Linked DNA regions of Rattus norvegicus: region 1 is linked to region 2. The links are chromatin contacts, called in public Hi-C maps. All regions are on one chromosome and are shown on one strand. The core of a region is the stretch at or near the end of the contact, and the rest is flanking DNA. Distances in the headings are between cores, read along the strand shown. Region 1 overlaps Nek7 (NIMA-related kinase 7). Region 2 has its middle 58 kb from the start of Atp6v1g3.

Evidence for each region. Hi-C and Micro-C count contacts between places; a contact is called where the count stands out from the background.
Region 1: a contact with region 2 is called in a Hi-C map of the A7r5 cell line, with 2.8 times the contacts expected there. The contact joins two enhancer-like sites. A contact is called at or near these places in 3 of 12 Hi-C or Micro-C datasets (the A7r5 cell line, Schwann cells and mammary epithelial cells).

What each region holds. Positions count from the first base shown.
Region 1 is chr13:52,593,205-52,597,217 of GRCr8, forward strand. All of the region lies in intron 7 of Nek7 (NIMA-related kinase 7), which reads right to left. Among named protein-coding and RNA genes, the nearest start is that of Nek7, 110 kb to the right of the region's middle. Within about 2 kb of position 2,202, at least 14 of the 93 cell types and tissues checked have an H3K27ac peak or open chromatin away from gene starts, as enhancers often do. A contact at or near this core is called in the A7r5 cell line, where this site is marked.
Region 2 is chr13:52,417,631-52,422,049 of GRCr8, forward strand. No RefSeq gene overlaps it. Among named protein-coding and RNA genes, the nearest start is that of Atp6v1g3, 58 kb to the left of the region's middle. Within about 2 kb of position 3,016, at least 14 of the 93 cell types and tissues checked have an H3K27ac peak or open chromatin away from gene starts, as enhancers often do. A contact at or near this core is called in the A7r5 cell line, where this site is marked.

The sequences.
Region 1 (4,013 bases), core at 952-3,451, 170 kb after region 2:
GCGCCTCTCCAACGTGTTTCCTAATGTGCCCCTCTGCTCCAGACCCACCCGGACTGCTGGCTGAGCTGAGGCTGGATGTTCCACCCCATCACGTCACAAACATCCTTTCTCCTCTCTTTCAAACAGGCAGAACTACGCTTTTAAGGGCTTAGGAGCATTTTCAGTGCATTTACATGCACTGCTCTGTTTTCAACATTTCAACTTAATGGAGACATAATTATTTCCTAAAATCTTTCCTTAAACTCCATAGCAGCTGTTTTTTTTTTTTTTTTTTTTTTGTGATGACTGTTGCCTGAAGAATGTTGTGGCTTTTTAAACATCTGTACAAAGAGAATCGTGGAGTGAGAAGACCAGCTATTAAAGCCATTGTGCAGACTGTGACATATGGAGGTACCCAAGGCAGCATGCTGCCCAACTCTACTTCTCTTTCAAGAATTTATGGTTATGGGTAAGATGAGAATGCATTCCGCAAGAGTAGATACTTACGCCATTTTGACCTCCTGACACGAGTAACAGTGGGCTAAGGGACGGACATTTTTGTTTTTAAATGAGAAGGCTTGGCTTCAGAAGAAAACCGCCAACAACTGCAAATGCTATCTGACCTTTCTTTAATCCACACTAACACTGTACCGTGACAATCTTTCAACTGCAAAGATGAAACACTTTCCTGACAGGAGCTGGCCTAGCTCTATGAGACGTGTTGTCCGTGGTACATACTTCATAAAAAGTAAATATGCTTTAAAACTACTCCGAACAAAGTGACTAGTTTCTTAGAAGGTCCACAACAAACTCAAGGAAGCCAATGACTTCCTGCTGTCAAGGTGCTGTCCCGGAAGCTGTAACTAATGTGGGGAACATTACTTTACAATGAGCTATAACAAAGAACATTTTCAATGGCTTAGCCAAAAACTTAGCACTTTAATCTCTGCAGACCTGGGCAAAGAGAAAACCTGGCATAAGGAAAGACCCTCCATTATACGGTCGGATGCTGGAGTCTATCTTTGCGCTTTTAATTAAGGAGGCAGCAGAGAACCAGTCAACAGCTGGAAATGTGTTTCATGCTTTGCCTCCAGCCATGCTCTCTTCTCTTATTTATCTGCTGTGTGTGTGCACACACACAGATCACAGTGCACATGTGGAAGTCAGAGGACAGCTTGAAGGAACTCATTCGCTCCTTCTGCCATGTTGAGTCTTGGGACTACCAGGCTTGGATGCAAGCACGCTTACCCACTGAGGTATGTGGCCTGGTCGCCTAGGCCTACCTGTATTCACTCCCTCAGCTACGAGAAGGGATGGTGCATAAAACGAGCTATCTCTGAGACATGGGTTACGCTTTCATTCAACAGCGCTTCTTTAAAAAAAAACACTTTTAAAAATCCATATGGAAAATTATAGGATAAAAACTTATACGGTGTTTTTTAGAACTGTTCTTCAGGTCAGCCAAATGAGAACGTTCCAAAAGAAAGAAGCCAATTCGGCCCAGAAATGTTGCTTCTTTTTTCTCAGAGTCAGAATAAACTGCAGAATACCTTGAATGGCCCTTGCTCAGAAAACTAAAAAGACAACTTAACCATAGTTTGAATCAAATACACAAACGAGAGACAAAGCATCGATCTCCATTTTTTCTTTGTACTTAGGAGTCAGCCAGAATTGCTGCTAGCAGACCAAATGGAGGAAAGTGATCAAATTTACTTTATTATTAGGAGTATAATCTGGTGTCAACATGGGCTGTCCAGGTCAGCGTTTCTTCTGTAAAAGACATTCAGAAAATACAAATCTGTCATCTGCGAGGCACTCTTGATGACACTTTTGACACCATGGAAGGCTCAGTGGATTTCACTGCTTCTGTCCTGGACCCTGCACTGTGTGTCCAGCATCCAGAGTCCGTATGCGTGTTATCTGACTGGCTTAACAAATGTTCAGGTGCGGCCTGTGGTTGTAGGTCTGAGAGACAGGACTAAACGGAGCAGCCCCTTAATGCCATGGGGCCATAGGAGAGTCCCGCAGGGCTTGTTCCAAGGAGCTGTCTAAGATGTTGTACTGCAGTCAGTAAAGAGGCCTGCCAGGTCCGGCAAGTTGCCAAAGATAGAAGGCTCACCCTGGCAGCTTGGAATTCAAGTCCATTTCCAGACAGTTACTTCATTAAACTGACGACTGTGAACCGTGACTGAAAATGTTTATACCTCCCCAAACCACAAAAGCAGAGGAAGCGGGCAGGAAAGGCTAGAGAGGCAGAGGGCTGCACGTGTAAATTGTACTATGATACGGTACTGTGGTTGTTTTAAATAAACACTTGCTATGGTGGCTGAGAGGTTAAATGTGCACAGCTTAAAACAGAGAATAGCTTCTTCCCGGAGCAATTACTTAAGTCGAAAAAGGACTGGAAGTTAAAAATAAACCAGCGGAGGTGGCCTCGAGAACTGGCTGAACATATGCTGTCTCTACACTCCACACCGCCCTGAACAACGTGAGGTGCACAGCAAAGATGGACTCATGGAGAGGAGCCAGGAAAGGTGTGGGGACAACAAGTGCGTGACCACAGGTGGCACCTGGCACCAGTCAGGAAACCTGTGTTAATGCCTTCTTCAGAGACACTAATTTTCTGAGCTGAAATTTGAGGCTGCATCGCACTTGGAAATAGTGTGGAGAACACGAATGGTAAAACTCAGGAGACTCCAGTGTGAAATTCTGGTATCTAGCCTGAATGGTAGGCGTGCGTTTACCCTGCCCGTAACATCACAGAACCAGAGGGTTGCCCATCTCCTTTCGAAAGACAAATAGGAGTTCAGACTGTCCTATGACACAACAGCAACGAGATTTCTCCCTGGGGGGGGGGGGGGTTCATGTATTTGTCTGGAACAGACACCAATATTGGTGTGGTCGAGTTAGATTTAAAAATCTATTTCATTTTAGGATAGAGAAGAAACCACATGTGCCAATGAAATTCACACATGTGCATGCGGAAAAACCTCTCCATCTTTCCCCTTCTCAAGCCATTGTGAAGGCATGCGCATCCCCATGCAAAGGTCAGGGCACCCTAGTCCTCTGCCCTCTCACTGCGGCAGGTCTCAGAGCACCCTGGATATGTACAACTGAGTACATTTTCGTAAGCAGCAAACAGCGACCTCAACTACATATACCAGAGCATGCAATGTGGTGAGATCTGTATCTTGGATTAATTTCCTTAATTGGGCTTTTCTCCTGTTGCTTTTTTCTTTTCTTATAGCCAAGAACATGAAAGGGTAAGTCCCTAGAAGCATATTTGGTGATGAGTGAGAAGGCCCCTGTGGACTGAATAAACTTTTGGGAATAACTTTTCACGTATCACAAACCTGCCTCACTGCCCCCCTCCCCCCAAAATAAACCCCAGAAAATAACCCACTCCATTTCTATAATAAAATGAAGACTATTAAACCGTTCTTCCACTAAAAGCCCTGTCTTTCACAATGGACTGATGGGCAGAATGCTGGTGCTGTGATCCTTCCAATGGGTGTTAGCTGCACTCGTTTGCATTATGCACTTTTGAGAACGTAAAATTACACATTACAATACAGATTACCGTAGATGACCCGAAAGAGGCACAAGAGAACAGGAGGAATTCCAAGTGTGAGGGAGGCTCCTATCATGGTGAAGGGAGAGATTCCATCTCTAGAAGGTGGGAATGGCCTTTAACCAACAGGCAGTAAAGAAAAAGAGACTACAGTTCTAACAGCATCAAAAAGCTGACTTCTGCCAGGAACTTAAGATGGTGACCTACAGCCTGCAGGAGCCTTGCAGGTGACGTAAAGGTAGCTCGCTGAGGTAAGCCTGGGCATGGGACCTACGGAATTGCAACATAGTACAGTTCTGTTGTTCTATCCCACTACGTTTGTGGTGGTTTGTGAGAGCAGCAACAGGAAATCCTACATTGTGAAGCGGAGTGAGAATTCAATTCCATGTGCCAAGGACACACTCTGCCAGCCCCACAGGAGACACTGAGGGCCACAGCAAATCATACAGGGCTTAAACATGAG
Region 2 (4,419 bases), core at 1,766-4,265:
AGTCTGCCTATTTACACAGGAATGAGACTGTGTTCAATAATTTTTTTTAGAGTTTTAGAAAATACAGTATTAATTGTTAAGGGGTAAGGGAGGTAGCTTAGTTGGTAAAGTATTTGCCATTCAAGTGTGATTACTGAGTTCAATCTTTAGAAGCCATGTTATAAAAATAAAAATAAAAGTCAGAAACAGAGAAAGGAATAACTGGACATATTGACATTCACTTGTACACTGGCTCTGAGGTGGTAGAGAGGGCTGATAGGGCCCCAGGACTTGTTGGCCAAACAACTTGGATTACTAGCTGAATTATAGGCCAGTGAGCCCTTGTCTAAGAAAATGGTGGACAGCACTTGAGGATTCATTGGCCCTTGATGTTGTCCTCTGACCTACACACACACACACACACACACACACACACACACACACACACACACACACACGATTTCAAATTTTAGTTTATCCAAATCTCCCATTGTTTTTACAAAATACTTCATATTGTGTCTGGTTCTGAGTTAGTGACTGTATTGAATGAAGTCATGAGAGTGTCAACATCTTTCTCAAGAAAGCTTTGCTATTTCTAGGGAGTTGAATTCATCCATTTGGTCCAAAACAGTTTTCCACTCAGTCTAATAACAAGAAGAAATAAGGGGGAACCGTGTTTCATCTTATATCTAGGAATTATACACACTAAGTTGATCAACATTTAGTTTGCAGAATTTTGCCACACTGTCACTTGGTCCATTTGGAAATGTGGTCTGGTATTTTGTTTCTTTGTTTTTCAGACAAGGTCTCACTGTAAACTAGACTGGCTTTGAACCACCATCCAGCCAAAGATAACATTGAACTTCTGATCCTCCTGTTCCTACATACTCCCCAATCCAGTTTAGGCATGTGCATCTCTGCCTAGTTTATGAAGTACTGGGGCTTGAACCCCGGGCTTTGTGCATGCCAGCCAAGCACCTTATCAACTAGGTCCCTGGAGATGTAGTCTTTACTTGCTTTGGGAACTGTCAGGAGATAATCAGAGCATCTGGCAATAGAAACACTGCAGCATTAAACGCCAAAAGATAAGTAGCATAAAAATTTCAAATACTTAATTTTGATAAGTCCTCTCACATTATTTTAATTCCAAATGTAATTTTAAAAAAAATGGAGTCAACAGAGCTGATAATGGATGGTGTGAAATACTCTGGATGCCAGAAACTGGAAATGTCAGTCCATTTCTCCTGTTAGCCTCAGACTTACGTCCTACTGTCATTTGTGCCCCTGAGCTTCCACATCCATCAGAGTATCACTTACTTTATTGGTTCCCAATTTTCTTTATAATAACGAAGATCAAAGAAACAGTCATTGGGGGATAATATTAAAAAGGCAGGCGTAATCAGCGTGTAAATACCGCAGTGATGGAAGACATACATCTTCAAGTCAGAACCATCTGTGACTCTTTCATGTCCTGAGGCGTCCACACTCAGCCTTCAAAAATGATAAGAACTCAACAGAACATGTCCCCCAGCTCCTAGGCTTGACTCGGGCATCATAAAGACTAAAAAAGTGGTGTTTTCCCAGCTACTCTTCTACTAGCAAATGAGCTCTCTTCTTCCTCATGTTGTGCCCCATGTCTGCAAGTGTATGACGTAGAAAGTATGGGAAAGAAGAGAGAGTAGGATTTAGATGTATGTAAAAAGGGAGCAGAAGGAATTCCAGTCATTGGCGAGATAAGGAGGACTGAGTGTGGGTGTTGTTTTCTGGGGAAACATCAGAAGCCAAATCAGTGTTGAAGAAAATTCTCTTAATAAGTAACTTCGGCAAAAGACTTTCACATCCCCAGTTTTGGAACAAACACATACTGGGATTGCTTATTAATGTTGTGATACCTAATTACAAAGTTAAAATTACAGTGTCTGGTAAATGTAAAAAATACTATGTTAAGAAATGAAAAGCTTACCCATCAAGAATTAGGAACAGGGGTTTAGATGATTCTTTTAGGGCTCCAATGTTTTTCTCTTTGGATGATCTGCGCGGAGGAGGGTGGGTCTGGCTGCAGACCTTTGGCTTCTTGTTGCCACGTGGGAAAGGGGTGTGGCAGAGGGAATACCGTAAGGCATTTTCAATGACTTCTTCCTTATTTTCTTGTTTTGTCTTGCTGTGGCCTTTCCAAATAATCCTGATAAGAAATGACACATTCATTGTGACTTCTCCTTTCATGATAGATGAACTTCTTGAATCATATGTCAACCTACCATATTTTCTTTATAATGACTGCTTTTGTTTATAACGACTGTCCTTTGATTCAGTTTAAAATAGTAGCCTTGTGCTGTCTCAAGTTAAGTCACTCTGAGTGGCAAAACTCAAACAGCTTAAATCTGCATCTCCCTTTTAGTCTTTTAAAGTGTACTGTAGATCTTCAATAGTAATATCTTCAAACTTAGTGTCTTAATATGTCCCCATATTGTTCATATCCTAAGTGTTCATCTGGCACATGACACTACCACCCTCCCATTCTCTGTAGCCAGCGTGAACACATTCTTAAGTCTGTTCTTTCCAGCACATATACTTCCAGAACCCCAAATCAGATGGCTCTAGCTTTTGACGTGCATCCTAAAGTGGAGAATCCCCAACCCCTCACTACAACGAAACCCTCCCTCTCTTCTCTGGCACTATTAGGAAAGTTCCCTCACAAGGCCTTTTACTTCCTTGTTTGCTCCTTCCCTCTGCTTCTGTTTTCAAAGTGAGATGTTAAAACCCAATGTGTCCATCTCCACTAAAATCTCCGAAGTTATTTCCTAGGAGAGTTGGAACAAAGTTCTGAATTCTTTTGCTTGCCTATCATTCAGCAAGGGCTGATCACACCCATCTTTCTGACTACATCAGCTCTCACTTTCTCATGTTGGTCTTACTTTGTTTTCCTTGATCCTGTGATAAATACCCTAACGAAAGCAACCTAAGGAAGGAAGGGCTTAGGCTTATTCTGGCGATCACTGCCAGGCTGCCATCCATCATGACAATGAGTCACAGGGGCAGGAGTATGAGGGAGTGACTCATGCTGCTTCCTTAGTCAAGAAGCAGAGGACAAGAAGTGCATGTTGTTTCGTATACAATCTAGGATCCAAGCCACTGCATGGTCCTACCTCTACGAGCTAGATCTTCTCATCTCAAGGAATGCAGTGATAACCCTCCACAGGCATGCCCAGTGGCCCATCTCCCAGATGACTCCCGATGTAATTCCACCCCCAGTCCTTGCACAATTAATACCATTTCAGAGAAATATTCTGTTAGCACCAGGAGAGTAGCAAGACCCCTACTTAGTAGATAATATTCCTCAAGTCTGATCCAAATTATCAACTCTCTGATGACTTGGGGAAAATCAATTTTGAGTTGCATGATTTACATGTGAATCGAGCAACTATAGTTAGAAGTTGAACTAGAACAGTGTTTTAAAGCGAACATAGGTATAAGATAAAAGTATTTGGATTTGGGTAGTCGTTCTTTCATTCATATCTTTATGACCCCAAGAAAACTAATTATTATACCCAGAGATGCTTTTCCCCTCTGTGAAGATGGGCAGTTAATATCACAAGGATGATTTTGTTGTAAGCATGACATAAAATAATTGTGTGTCTTGGCTATGACAGTGACACTGGGGTCATAGAATGTGATTTTGTCTGTCCCTCTTATTCTCACATTAGGCTTCACACATATGTTGCTTAAGAGTGTTCTAACCCTTTCCCAACAGAGAAAGGCACTAGTCTACAACACAGTGGCTAAATAGGTTAGGGTGACAAGGGTTTGCAGACTTTCTATTGCAAGGCATTTGTCAAAGGCACCAAACCCAGTATAACTTGGGCACTGGTTCACTGCCAACATGAACAAGAGAAAGGGGAGAAAGAAAGAAAGAAAGAAAGAAAGAAAGAAAGAAAGAAAGAAAGAAAGAAAGAAAGAAAGAAAGAAAGAAAGGGGTGGCAGGGAGAAAGGAAGGAAGAAACAAAGGAAGGAAAGGAATGGAATTCATTTGATTGGATGATTTAACCTTTCAAGTATCTGAGTATTCTGTGGAAAAGTCAAGTGGACTAAAAATATACCTATTCAAGCATTCATTCATTCATTCAACAAACATAGGAAGGATAACAAGCACATAGGAAGGGTACCAAGATCTGCTTCAAGTTGTAGTACAGACCTTGCAATATAACAAAGAAAAGATAAATTACTCGATCCAGTGGATCTTGCTCTGTTCACTATCTTACATAGAATCAAATCACATTTACCTACCACCCGAAATGATAAACTTGGGTTGGTAGTTCTCTGATTCCCTGCCTGGCTTGGGGCTTTGGCTGCTCCTCTAAGCCTCAGTTTCCAAGCCTGTGTCCATGCGATAGCTGTTTGACACAATACTGCCTGAGGATACTGCCTTACTTTGAGTCTCCA